2 separate regions of the Callithrix jacchus genome follow, and region 2 is linked to region 1. The links are chromatin contacts, called in public Hi-C maps. All regions are on one chromosome and are shown on one strand. The core of a region is the stretch at or near the end of the contact, and the rest is flanking DNA. Distances in the headings are between cores, read along the strand shown. Region 1 holds the start of ABCB9 (ATP binding cassette subfamily B member 9). Region 2 holds the start of MTRFR (mitochondrial translation release factor in rescue).

Region 1 (5,672 bases), core at 1,623-4,122:
AGATTAACTCACTTGATCGTCACAGTGCCTTAAGAGAAGGGGTTACTGTTGCTCCTATTTTACAGATGAGGAAACTGAGTCACAGAGGTTAAACAACACGCAAGCCTCCCTTGCCCAGAATTTCTTGTTGGGTTTAGCCAATAGGGGAGCCCAGCAGAAAATCTGAAGGTAAGAGGAGAAATGGGACATTTCTTGCCCTCGCTGGAGTTTGGCATAGCTGTAGACCTCTGCCCAGAGCCACAGCTCCAGGTGGCAGCTGCTCCTTCCTGTTGCCAGCCCTGGGGGTGGGGCTTTGCCATTCCTTACTGGTCCCTTTAACTTGTGCATACCTGCCTCAGCGGTCCCTTCTTTAAGATCTTGGATCAGCCCTGTTTGAGTGTGCCAGCTCTCCTGCCCATGACACAAATACCCACTATTTGCTGGATGAGCACATGAAGGAAGGCGTGAAAGAAGGACGAAGACACCAGGCTCATAGCAGGTATTGAATGAATGAATGAATGAATGTGGATGTGCTTCTCCTGGCAGGTTGGTCCCACTGACCCTTTCAGCTGGTTCAGTTTTTGGAGGCAGAGATGGTGGCTGGAGAAACCCCAGTCTCCCACACCTAGGTTTTCTAGGCTACCATTCCCCAGTCCTGCCAGGTCTCGGGGTTAGGAACTCACCAGATACTGTCTCCAGACGCTGGAGAAGGCCCTTGAGGTCTGCGCCGGGGGATGCACTGTACTCAGCCACAGCCAGAAACTCAGGAGCCAGAGCTGCATCCTGGGGGCAGAACATACCAGCTGTGGGGCAGGCAGCCCGGCAGCCCTGGATGCTACCTCTTCCTTCCAGTACCTAGCCTTCAAGCACCCTGCCTGGCTGGTACCTGCAGTGAGTCGTACACCTCAGGCCGTGCCAGGCGGTAGGAACTTGCAATGAGGGCTTTCCTAGTGGCTGACTCCAGCCCCAGCCGCCGCCGCCGCTCCACCTCCTGCTCAAGCTGGGGTGGCACAGAGTTGTTATCAAGTGGGGCCTCCCATCCTCCTGAGGCCACTGTACAGATGAGGAAACGGAAGCCCAGGAATGCCAGACAGGGCCCAGCCTGGAAGCCAGGTCTAGCCTAAACTCCTGAATCTATCTGGGTTGACTGCAAGTTGCAGACTGTTAACTGAAGGGGACTTCTAGGAGACCCGTCCTGCTTCAGGCTGCCCCAACCTGAGCCTGGCTGGGATAAGAACCCCTGGGTGTACCTTAACCAGCTGGGCCCACACAGCGGAGGGAAACGGTCACGGCCAAGTTCTGTTCCCAAGGCTGCTGAGGACTCTGCTGGGAAGCTTCCCACCACTGACTCCAGGGAAAGGAGAAAGAGGGAGCAGAACAGCAGCCCTGGCACCAGTCTTCAGGGTACGTGGGAGTGTGAGGAGCCCAGGGGCCTGGAAGCCGTGGCTGGGATCGCATCTGCTCCTGCTGTAAAAGCTTGGGCAAGTGATCCCTCTTTAAGCCTCAGCTTCTCAATCCAAAATGAGGGTGGTGCCTGTGCTTATTTCAAAGAGCTCTTCGGAGGGGCATGACTAGGCAACTTAACATTTCCCCTTCTCTCCCGCTGCCAAGACCCAGGTGTGGAGGAGCGAGTGGGGACAGGAAGGAGGAAAGTGAGGGCCTAAGTGATCCTTCAGGGATCACGGACTGAGGCTAGAAGACCCTCAAGCTGCTAACAAATCTAACGAGGAAGTGCTGTGCAGGGGCAGCGGGCGGCACCTCTGCTAACAGCTGCTGGAAGTCCTTGGTGCTGACACAGCCTCGACTGCGCAGGATCTGGAAGCAGAAAGAACACTGAGCATGACTGTGTGAATAGGAAGCCCCTTCACTCTCTAAGCCTCAGTTTCCCCTGCTTAAAATGGGGGAGAGGATAAACTGCGGAACCTGCTTAAGCAGGGCAGGGCTCCGGGCTGGTATCGCTATGAGGCGGCGTGCTGAGCCCGGCCCTGTCCTAAGCACCCTTTCCTTCCTCACAACCTCACAGGGAAGTGAGAAAACTGAGGCACAGAGAGGCCGTCATTCTTGTATTTGAGCATGCGGTGCGCGCCGTGCGCAAAGCAAACGACCCTGGGGATGGACCTCCTTCCTCCACTGCTTCTCTGCCCACTGCTCGGGAGGGGCGACAGCGGCCACTCACCGGGCCGTAGTCCCGGCGCAGCTGCTGCTCGCCCCGAAAGCGCACGTGCAATCCATAGCGCGCCGCGTACAGGTTCTCCGTGTAGAAACAGGCGCAGCGGCAGAAGCGCCGCGGAGCCCCCGCCGTCGCCATAGCGAAGCGTCCGCGGCCCGGCTGGCTGCTTTAGGGGCACTTCCGGGCACGCCTCCAACCGCGGGAAGCGCGGAACCGGAGGCCAAGGGGCCGCTCTATGTTCCAAAGGGCGGAAAAGAACGAAGGCGCACCTCGCCAGGAAACAGTCTGCGGAGAGAGATGCTCCCGAGGCGGGGTGGGAGCGGCGGGCTCCTGGTTCAGCCTCCCAGTTTTCCCACCACGAGGCAGGGACTAATGGCCCCACTTTACAGACAGCTGAAATGGGTCACGCCTTCACAGGACGGGAAGAAGGAGGGACTCGGAACCCCAAGGTCTTTGACCTAAATGCCGGCCCCTCTTCTGCTCGGAGGTCGTGGAGAAGCAGCCTCCACGAGAAAAGCTGAGACAGTTTAAGGAGCTCAGAAGTCCCGCCGCTGCTTCAACCTTCCAGCCCTGTGCGTTTGAGTTTGGGTGTAGCATTTACCCCGGGTCCCTGCCTGACACTTCCGGTCCCTCCGCCACAGTCTCTTGGTTTACCTCAGATTGCCCCTTGGGTGTCTCCGCTAAAATGCCCCAACTCGCGCTACTTCCGGTGGTGGTCCCTTAGGACGCGGGTGGGCGGTGTCTCACTGCGGCCAACAAATGACAGCTCCTGCAGACCGAGCCTCCTCTCTCCCCGGAACTTTGCTCAAGGATAGACCACCCACCGTATCTCCTTGCATCCCAGCAGCGGCAAACCTTTGAGCTAGGTACTATTATATTTCCCCACCATGTTACAGATGGGGAAACTGAGACCCAGAGAGGTACAGGGACCCGCCGCAGGCCACACATCCACAAAGGGACAAATAATAGGGTTTGAACCGAACAGTCTGCCCTCTTGAGTTCCTCACCACGGGGCTCTGGGAGTGGTGGGATTATGTGCGATTTGGGGTTTTGTTGCGCTTGTTGGCATTTTCTCACTGACTCTTCTGGAATCCAGGTGGGCCTCCTGAAGCTACGAGGCTTCCCCAAGAAGGAGATTCACCTGTCATCGACCTCAGGGGCCAGCTCCCCAGCCCAGACTGCCCCTGAGAAGGTGTTTAAAGTTTTACAGTCGTCTTGATTGCCCAGTGATGGTGATTGGCCCTGCTATCTAGGAAAGGATCCATTTCCCAGCTCAATATTCACAATTGAGGACACCACAATTGCCCTTTTTCCCCAGGAGGCCCAGGGCAGGTTATTTAGCTCCCCATCCAGCCACCAGGCAAGCCTGGCACGTACATCACCCCACCCTCACCTGCTCTCCCTTTGCAGCAGTTTGCAAGATGAGCGTATTCTGCTTATCAGTTTGTTTGTTTGTTTGTTTATTGAGATGGTGTTTCACCCAGCCTGGAGTACAGTGGCGAAATCTCACCTCAAGGCAACCTCTGTCTCCCGGGTTCAAGACATTCCCCTGCCTCAGCCTCCTGAGTAGCTGGGATTACAGGCATATGCCACCACACCCAGCTAATTTTTGTATTTTTAGTGGAGACTGGGTTTCTCCGTGTTGGCCAGGCTGGTCTAGAACTGAAACCACCGAGCCCAGCCTGCTTCTCAGTTTAGATTGGCCCCCCATGGACCCCCTCCTCCTTGCAGACATGCTAGGATCAGTCACCAAAGGGAGCAGCAGCAAGAAGAATATTTACCAGCAAGCACTGGATCAACGTGTGCTGCCAGTCAGCACTGATATATATCTTTGTTGACTGTTTACGATACTATTATTCCATTTTACAGACAAGGAAACTGAGGCTCAGTGGTTACAGGAACCTATCTAGAGTCATAAACCTAGTGAGTAGGAGAACCAGAATTAGAACGCTCCAGAATTAAGAGTATCCTCATTCCAGAGTGGTATGTATATGCCACTGCACTTCAGCCTGGAGACAGAGTGAGACTGCCATCGCAAATGTAATAGTAATAATAAAACTTCTGTAAACATCTGTGAACAGGTGTTTCTATAGACAAATTCTCACTTCCTCTGGATAAATATCAAGGAGTGTGATTGCCTGACCATGTAGTAAGAGCAAACTGCCTTCCTGCTTAGCGGCACGGTTTTGCATTCCCAGCAGCAATGAATGAGAGTTCCCGTTCCACATCGTGGACAGCATTTGGTGTTGTCAGTGTTCCAGATTTCAGCTATTCTAGTATGAGTGTATTGACATCACATTGCTGTTTTAATTTGCAGTTCTTTGATGGCATGTGGCATGGAGTGTTTTTTCTTTCTTTCTTTCTTTTTTGAGACAGTGTCTCTATCACCCAGGAGTTCAGTGGTATGATCACAGCTCACTGCAGCCTCAACATCCCAGGTTCAAGCAGTCCTCCCACCTCAGCCTCAGCCTCCTGAATAGCTGGGACTACAGGCATGGGCCATCACACCCAGCTAATTTTTTTAACTTTTTGTAGCAACGGGGTCCCACTATGTTGCCCTGGCTGGGCTCAAGTGATCCTCCCACCTTGGCCTCCCAAAGTGCTGGGATTACAGGCATAAGCTACATTGCCTGGCCTTCTTTGTGTAATAATAGCTTTATTGAGATATACTTTACATACTGTACAATTCACCCAATTAAAGTGTACAATTAAACAGCTTTTAGTATATTCACAGAATTGTGCAACCGTCACCACAATCAACTTTTAGAACATTCCTCACCCAAAAGGACACCACATCCATTAGCAGTCACTCATACAAAATTTCTTAGTCCCAACTCACCAGAGCCAGTTTCTGTGACTAGGCTAGAGATGGAATGGGACCACTCAGGCCACTTGGTGCCACACAACAGGGGTGGAGGTGGAAAGGATGCTGGGAAGGCAGTGACCAGGGCCCCCTCACCTGTGCCCCACCTGTTTCACCCTCCCCTTGTCACAAGGCCGATAACCTCCTGCACTGCAGGAGGTTGCAACTTCTGACATTGCAACTTACCTTCCCTGCCTCACCAAGCTCTCATTCAAAGGTTGTTTCAAGTGCAGAGTGGGCCAGATATGTGAAAGGGATGCAGTGGCCAGGATTTGAGAAGCCTATCCTTGGCAGAGGTGACAAGCTATGCAAAGGTGCAGAGTGGCTGGGTGCAGTGGCTCATGCCTGTAATCCCAGCACTGTGGGAGGCCAAGGCAGGTGGATAACCAGAGGTCAGGAGTTCGAGACCAGCCTAGCCAACATGGTGAAACCCCATCTCTAGTAAAAGTACAAAACTCAGCCGGGCATGTTGGTGCACACTTGTAATCCCAGCTACTTGGGAGACAGATGGGAGGATTGCTTGAACCCGGGAGGTGGAGGCTGCAGTGAGTGGAGATTGCACCACTGCACTCCAGCCTGGGTGTCAGAGTGAGACTCTGTCTCAAAAAAAAAAAAAAAGGTACAGAGGAATGAGAAACTGGTGAGCTCGCAAACTTGATA
Region 2 (5,672 bases), core at 1,482-3,981, 260 kb before region 1:
GCCCAGCTAATTTTTGTATTCTTAGTAGAGACGAGGTTTCACCATGTTGACCAGGCTAGTCTTGAACTCCTGACCTCAAGTGCTCCATCTCCTCGGCCTCCTGAAGTGCTGGGAGTACAGGAATGAGCTACCACGCCCGACCAACTCTCTCTCTCTCCATTTTTTTTTTTTTTTGAGACGGAGTTTCGCTCTTGTTACCCAGGCTGGAGTGCAATGGCGCAATCTCGGCTCACTGCAACCTCCGCCTCCTGGGTTCAGGCAATTCTCCCGCCTCAGCCTCCTGAGTAGCTGGGATTACAGGCACACACCACCATGCCTAGCTAATTTTTTTGTATTTTTAGTAGAGACGGGGTTTTACCTTGTTGACCAGGATGGTCTCGATCTCTTGACCTCGTGATCCACCCGCCTCGGCCTCCCAAAGTGCTGGGATTACAGGTGTGAGCCACAGTGTCCGGCCTCAACTCTCTCTTTTTAAAAAGACTAGTCAGGTAGAGTAGAGAAGAGGGAAAGAGTAGAACAAGGAGTTTGATCTGTGACTATAAACAATCAATTAAGATAACTTACTACTTAAAAAAAACAAAAACAAAAAAAAGATAACTCTCTACTATTGGACCAGCCTGACTTTCTCTGTCTGACGACTTCTCTCATTTCTTCTTTTGTCCCAGAAAGGCCCTACTGCTGAGGAGTGTGAGCTCTGTGGCCAACAGATCTGCATTCAGTGGGCAACTTTGGCCCTATTTCCTCATCTGTAAAATGGAGACACTACCACCTAGAGAACAAAATCATACATGTTGCCACAAATGTAAAGCACTTAGTGCTCACTAAATGGGAGCATGTCAGACCTCTCAACTACAAGGCTGAGGAACTTTAGAATGACACACCACATATGCTGTGGTAATGACACAAACCCAATCTGGGAACTGATTATGTCATGGGCTTTTGTTTTAGCGCTTAGGGTGAAAAGGCATCTAGAACAGTGACTTGCCAATTATTTTACTTGGTACAGTAAGAAGTACTTGAAAACCGTGGCATTACTGAAAACATGCTATTTGGTGGGGTCATAATTCTGGTCTGTGCAATCAAGTACCAAGGAGATCATTGTGATGTCAAAGAAAAAAGGCCGACTTCCCAGGAGGCTCATGCTGAAAGATAAAACCATTTTCAGTGAAGCAAGTCCTAGTTTAAACAAATATCTTCTGGAATTATGTCATAGAATAAAAAGACAGGAAATACCAAATTCGCAGTTTAAAAATTGACAGGTGCAGTGGCTCATGCCTGTAATCCCAGCACTTTGGGAGGCTGAGGCAGGATGCTGACTTGAGGTCAGGAGTTCGAGACCAGACTGTGCAACGTGGCAAAACCCCATCTTTACTAAAAATACAAAAAAGTAGCCGTGTGTGGTGGCAGGCACTTGTAGTCCCAGCTACTCGGGAGGCTGAGGCAGCAGAATCGCTTGAACCCAGGAAGCAGAGGTTAAAGTGAGTTGAGATCGCACCATTGCAGTCCAGCCTGGGTGACAGAGGGAGCCTCTGTCCCCCTGCCACACAAAAAAAGTAAAAAATAAAAATAGGGCTGGGCGAAGTGGCTCATGCCTGTAATCTCAGCACTTTGGGGAGGACGAGGCGGGCAGATCACAAGGTCAAGATATCGAGACCATCCTGGCCAACATGATGAAACCTCGTCTCTACTAAAATACAAAAATTAGTTGGGCGTCGTAGCATGCGCCTGTAGTCCCAGATACTTGGGAGACTGAGGCAGGAGAATCGCTTGAATTCGGGAGGTGGAAGTTGCAGTGAGCCGAGATTGTGCCATTGCACTCCAGCCTGGCGACAGAGCAAGACTGTCTCAAAATAAATAAATAATAAATAAAATAAAATAAAATAAAAATAATTGATAAGTATACCTAGGAAGCTCCAAGGAGATGGAACGCCTCCTGGCAGATCCGTTATTCCAAGGGCAAATCCATTTCCTGTGTCGTGGAGGACTAAGTGATAGTCCCAGGGAAGTCCCTTTACTGTGAGCCAGGACTCCTGGAGGGAAATCTAGGACCTTAAAGGTTAACTAGCATGAAGAACGTGGCCTGCACAGTGCGCATGAAATGAGCTGGAAACCCATGGGAAGGAGAGCGGGTTCCTTGCAGTCCTTTAGAAGTAGGACGCGGTGGCTCATGTCTGTGATTCCACCAGAGCTTTGGGAGGCTGAGGAAGGAGGATCGCTTGAGGTCAGGAGTACGAGACCAGACTGGGCAACATGGTGAGACCCTCCCCATCTCTTAAAAAAAAAAATCTCCACAAAAGCCCAGCAAGGGCAGTGCTGACCCCTACTATGTGCCAGGCCTTAAAGAGCACCTGATGCGTGCTCACAGCTCCATTCCGCTCAATTAAGTACGTGAAGATCTTTCCGTTTCGCCTTGGGCCTCCGTGGCACCGTTTTCTCCAAGACGGTAGTCTCTCTTCTCCTCTGCCCTGAGTGCTTGAACAGCCCCAGAGCCGACCCCACCCCACAGACAGAGGGGCCTCAGGTTAACTGGCTGCGCCACTCGGGGTCGCAAGCCAGGAAAAACCAAGCGTCCCGGCTCCCAGTCCTCTCTCCGGAGCCCTTGACAGGCGTGGGCAGCCGTAAGGTTACCTGTTACCTAGCTTCTTCGCGGAAGCTTACCTGGTCTCAGGACCCGACTCCTTCACTCAACGTTTTAGGGGAACCGAATCACCGCAGCAGAGGACTGTCAATCGCGTTCCCTGAGCTGCGCACGCGCTCTACTCTGGTCGCGGTTTCCCTCATCTGCCAGAGGCTCAAGTTTACTAACTGCGCATGCGAGAAACTGAGGCTTCTTTCCCGCGTGGCAGCGGCAAGCTCTCAGAGAGCCAATCAGAGAAGAGACCTTAACAGCAATACCTCCCCCTCGTCACGCCCCTGGGGTTGGACATCTCTCTTTGGCTGGAGCTGAGCGAGAAGGAAGGGCGAGGTGGACGCGCGCGCCAAGCTCGGCCGTCTCCCCCTACTTCCGGGCAGCCAATCACTGGGGAGACGCCGGACGCGCGCACGCTCCTTCGAGTTTAACGGTCGCGAGAGGCCGCGGGCCTGACTCTGACATTTGCAGCGGGAGTGGCTGCCAGGTAAGAGGCCGCCGGCCTGCAGGAAGTGGTAGACCGCGGGGGACAGGGGACGAGACTTAGGAGACACCGTCTTAGCGGTCCCGAGTGTGGTGATGGGCTGAGGTGTGCGGAGACGACGGAACCCTGCAGCGTGCGGAAGCTCTGGTCCTCTGCGGTGCACCTTTTCTAGACTCTGCGCCCTTGAGTGACACTCGCGCGGCCCAATCGCAGAGCGCCCTTTCCGAGGGGCGGGGGTGTCGGTGGGATTTTTCTTTTCCCCCTATTTTTTGACGAGATGTCCCGGCTTCCTCTTGGAATCCCTATTGTAGTTGCATGAGCGGTGGCTTTTCCCCGTCTTCCCTGCTTTCCGTAGCTTAGGCGACTGCATGGATTCTCCCTCTCCTTCTCACTTTGACCGGATAGCCGCCCCCAACCCTCGCGGGCTGGATCTGAGTGCCAGTGTCCAGGATCTTTCCTCACCCCCATCTCAGATCTCCTCCCGGCGAGGCACAGCGCCCAGTTAACTTTCATGTTTCATGGCCACCAATCGTTCCTTTTCTTCAACTCCTTTTTTTTTTTTTTTTTGCTAGGGGCTGGGGACACCAAAAGCGTCATATTTTGTTGCTGGGAAATATAAAAATGTCTCTGTTCTTATTATTCATTCTGTATCAAGTTAAAAAAAATTTTTTTTTTGGCATTGTATATGTGGGTGTTTAAGGATTTTTTTTTCCTCTTAATTCCCTGCCCTCCCCCAGCACCTCCACCCCAGTGGAGAAGCCTCCTTGAATTTCTAGTGGTTTTCCATCTGGATCTGCATCCGGATCCGGATTACCTCAACAGGGGAAATAATAGATGGGGTTGCAGGTCCATCTCCCTGGAAAGCCGTGGTTTCCTGGTATAACAGCATGGTGATTGGAATCCAGATATTTCTGTTGCCATTTGGAAGGCGGTCCTTGACTATTTCAATGCCCCGTTTGTCGTGGGTGATGGGCTGAGCCAACTGGGGAAAAGTCCATTTAGTTAGGTCCGGTTACCCTTTGCTTTCACTCCTGTCGCTGAAGGAAATGGTCCCTGTTTTAGTGTAGTGCTTTATAAACGCAGGCCCTATCTAGCGGAGGCAGAATACTAGACAATACTATTGTCTAGTATTAGACAATACTTAGAGCCTGTTGCTCTAAGCTTTTTAGTTTGTAAGCAGCTGAAGTTGTCTTTTCTTTTTTTTCTCTTGTTCCCTCGATTTTTTTTTTTTTTTTTTGAGACAGAGTTTCTCTCTTGTTGCCCAGGCTGGAGTGCAGTGGTGCGATCTCAGCTCACCACAACCTCTGCCTCCTGGGTTGAAGCGATTCTCCTGCCTCAACCTCCCAAGTAGCTGGGATTACAGGCATGTGCCACCACGCCCTGATAATTTTGTATTTTTAGTAGAGATTGGGTTTCTCCATGTTGGTCAGGCTGGTCTCGAACTCCTGACCTCAGGTGATCTGCCCACCTCAGCCTCCCAAAGTACTGGGATTACAGGCTTGAGCCACTGCGCCCGGCTAATTTTTATATTTTTATTAGAGACAGGTTTCGCCATGTTGGCCAGACTGATCTCAAACTCCTGACCTCAGGTGATCTGCCCACCTCAGCCTCCCAAAGTGCTGGGATTATAGGCGTAAGCCACCGTGCCTGGCTCCTTGCTCTTTTTTTAAATGCATGAACTCCCCGGGAAGCAGGCATCTTGTTTGGCTTGTTACAGCCAATTTGACATGATATATGTTCAGCTTAAGTGAAGTTTTAGTTGATCTGGAAAATAATTTATTTCCTGTATTTCCTTTTTTTTTTTTTAAGAGATGGGGTCTCGCTCTGTTGCCCAAGCTGGAGTGCAGTGGCAGGATCATAGCTCGCTGCAGCCTTGGACTGGGCTCAAGTGATCCTCCCACCTCAGCCTCCAGAGTAGCTGGGACATGCTCCCGGTAGCTGCAGGCAGGCTCCACTGTCCCCAGCTGGTTTAGTTTCTAAGAATACCTGCACAGAGACAAAAGATCATATAGTTCAAAATGTACTTTCAGACAATAGGGGAGGCTATGGTTGTCAATCGTTTAATTGGCTCTTTTGAATACAAATCAAATATTAAGTAGTTCAGTTCTTCTTGTCTCTGTATATGTCAACAAACACATATACTTGGTAGAATTTATTAAACAAATGGACAAGGCATGCAAGTATTCCATTTGTTGCATAACAGAATTGTATCTAGAACCTTCATTGTAAAGCCTGGCAAAATGGTTTGTACTGTAATCCCAGCTGCTCGGAAGGCTGAACACTTGAGGCCAGGAGTTGTAGACCAGCCGCGGCAACATAGCGAGATGCAGTTTCTAAAAAAAGAAAAAGGAAAAATAAAAAAAGAACCTTGATTATTAAATGTACAAAATTCTGAAATATTACCTGAAAAAGGTGATGCTGGTTTTGCAAATAATCCTTAATGTAGATTTTTAGTTGAGATACATAATTCACATACCACAAAATTCAGCATTTTTTTTTTGAAACAGAGTTTCATCTTGTTGCCCAGGCTGGAGTACAGTGACGCAATCTCAGCTCACT

The links. A called contact is a pair of places that touch in the nucleus more often than the background predicts.
Region 2: a contact with region 1 is called in a Hi-C map of skeletal muscle, with 4 times the contacts expected there. The contact joins the promoter of MTRFR here to the promoter of ABCB9 in region 1. A contact is called at or near these places in 2 of 3 Hi-C or Micro-C datasets (both in skeletal muscle).

What each region holds. Positions count from the first base shown.
Region 1 is chr9:126,150,218-126,155,889 of calJac240_pri, reverse strand. It overlaps ABCB9 (ATP binding cassette subfamily B member 9), which reads left to right and starts at 2,872. Exons shown (of 12, transcript XM_035258042.3): 1 at 2,872-3,015. OGFOD2 (2-oxoglutarate and iron dependent oxygenase domain containing 2) reads right to left here and starts at 2,337. Exons shown (of 7, transcript XM_078337614.1): 1 at 2,156-2,337; 2 at 1,738-1,794; 3 at 866-1,032; 4 at 663-762.
Region 2 is chr9:126,414,261-126,419,932 of calJac240_pri, reverse strand. It overlaps MTRFR (mitochondrial translation release factor in rescue), which reads right to left and starts at 2,731. Exons shown (of 4, transcript XM_078337623.1): 1 at 2,659-2,731. MPHOSPH9 (M-phase phosphoprotein 9) reads left to right here and starts at 3,053. Exons shown (of 22, transcript XR_013522204.1): 1 at 3,053-3,116.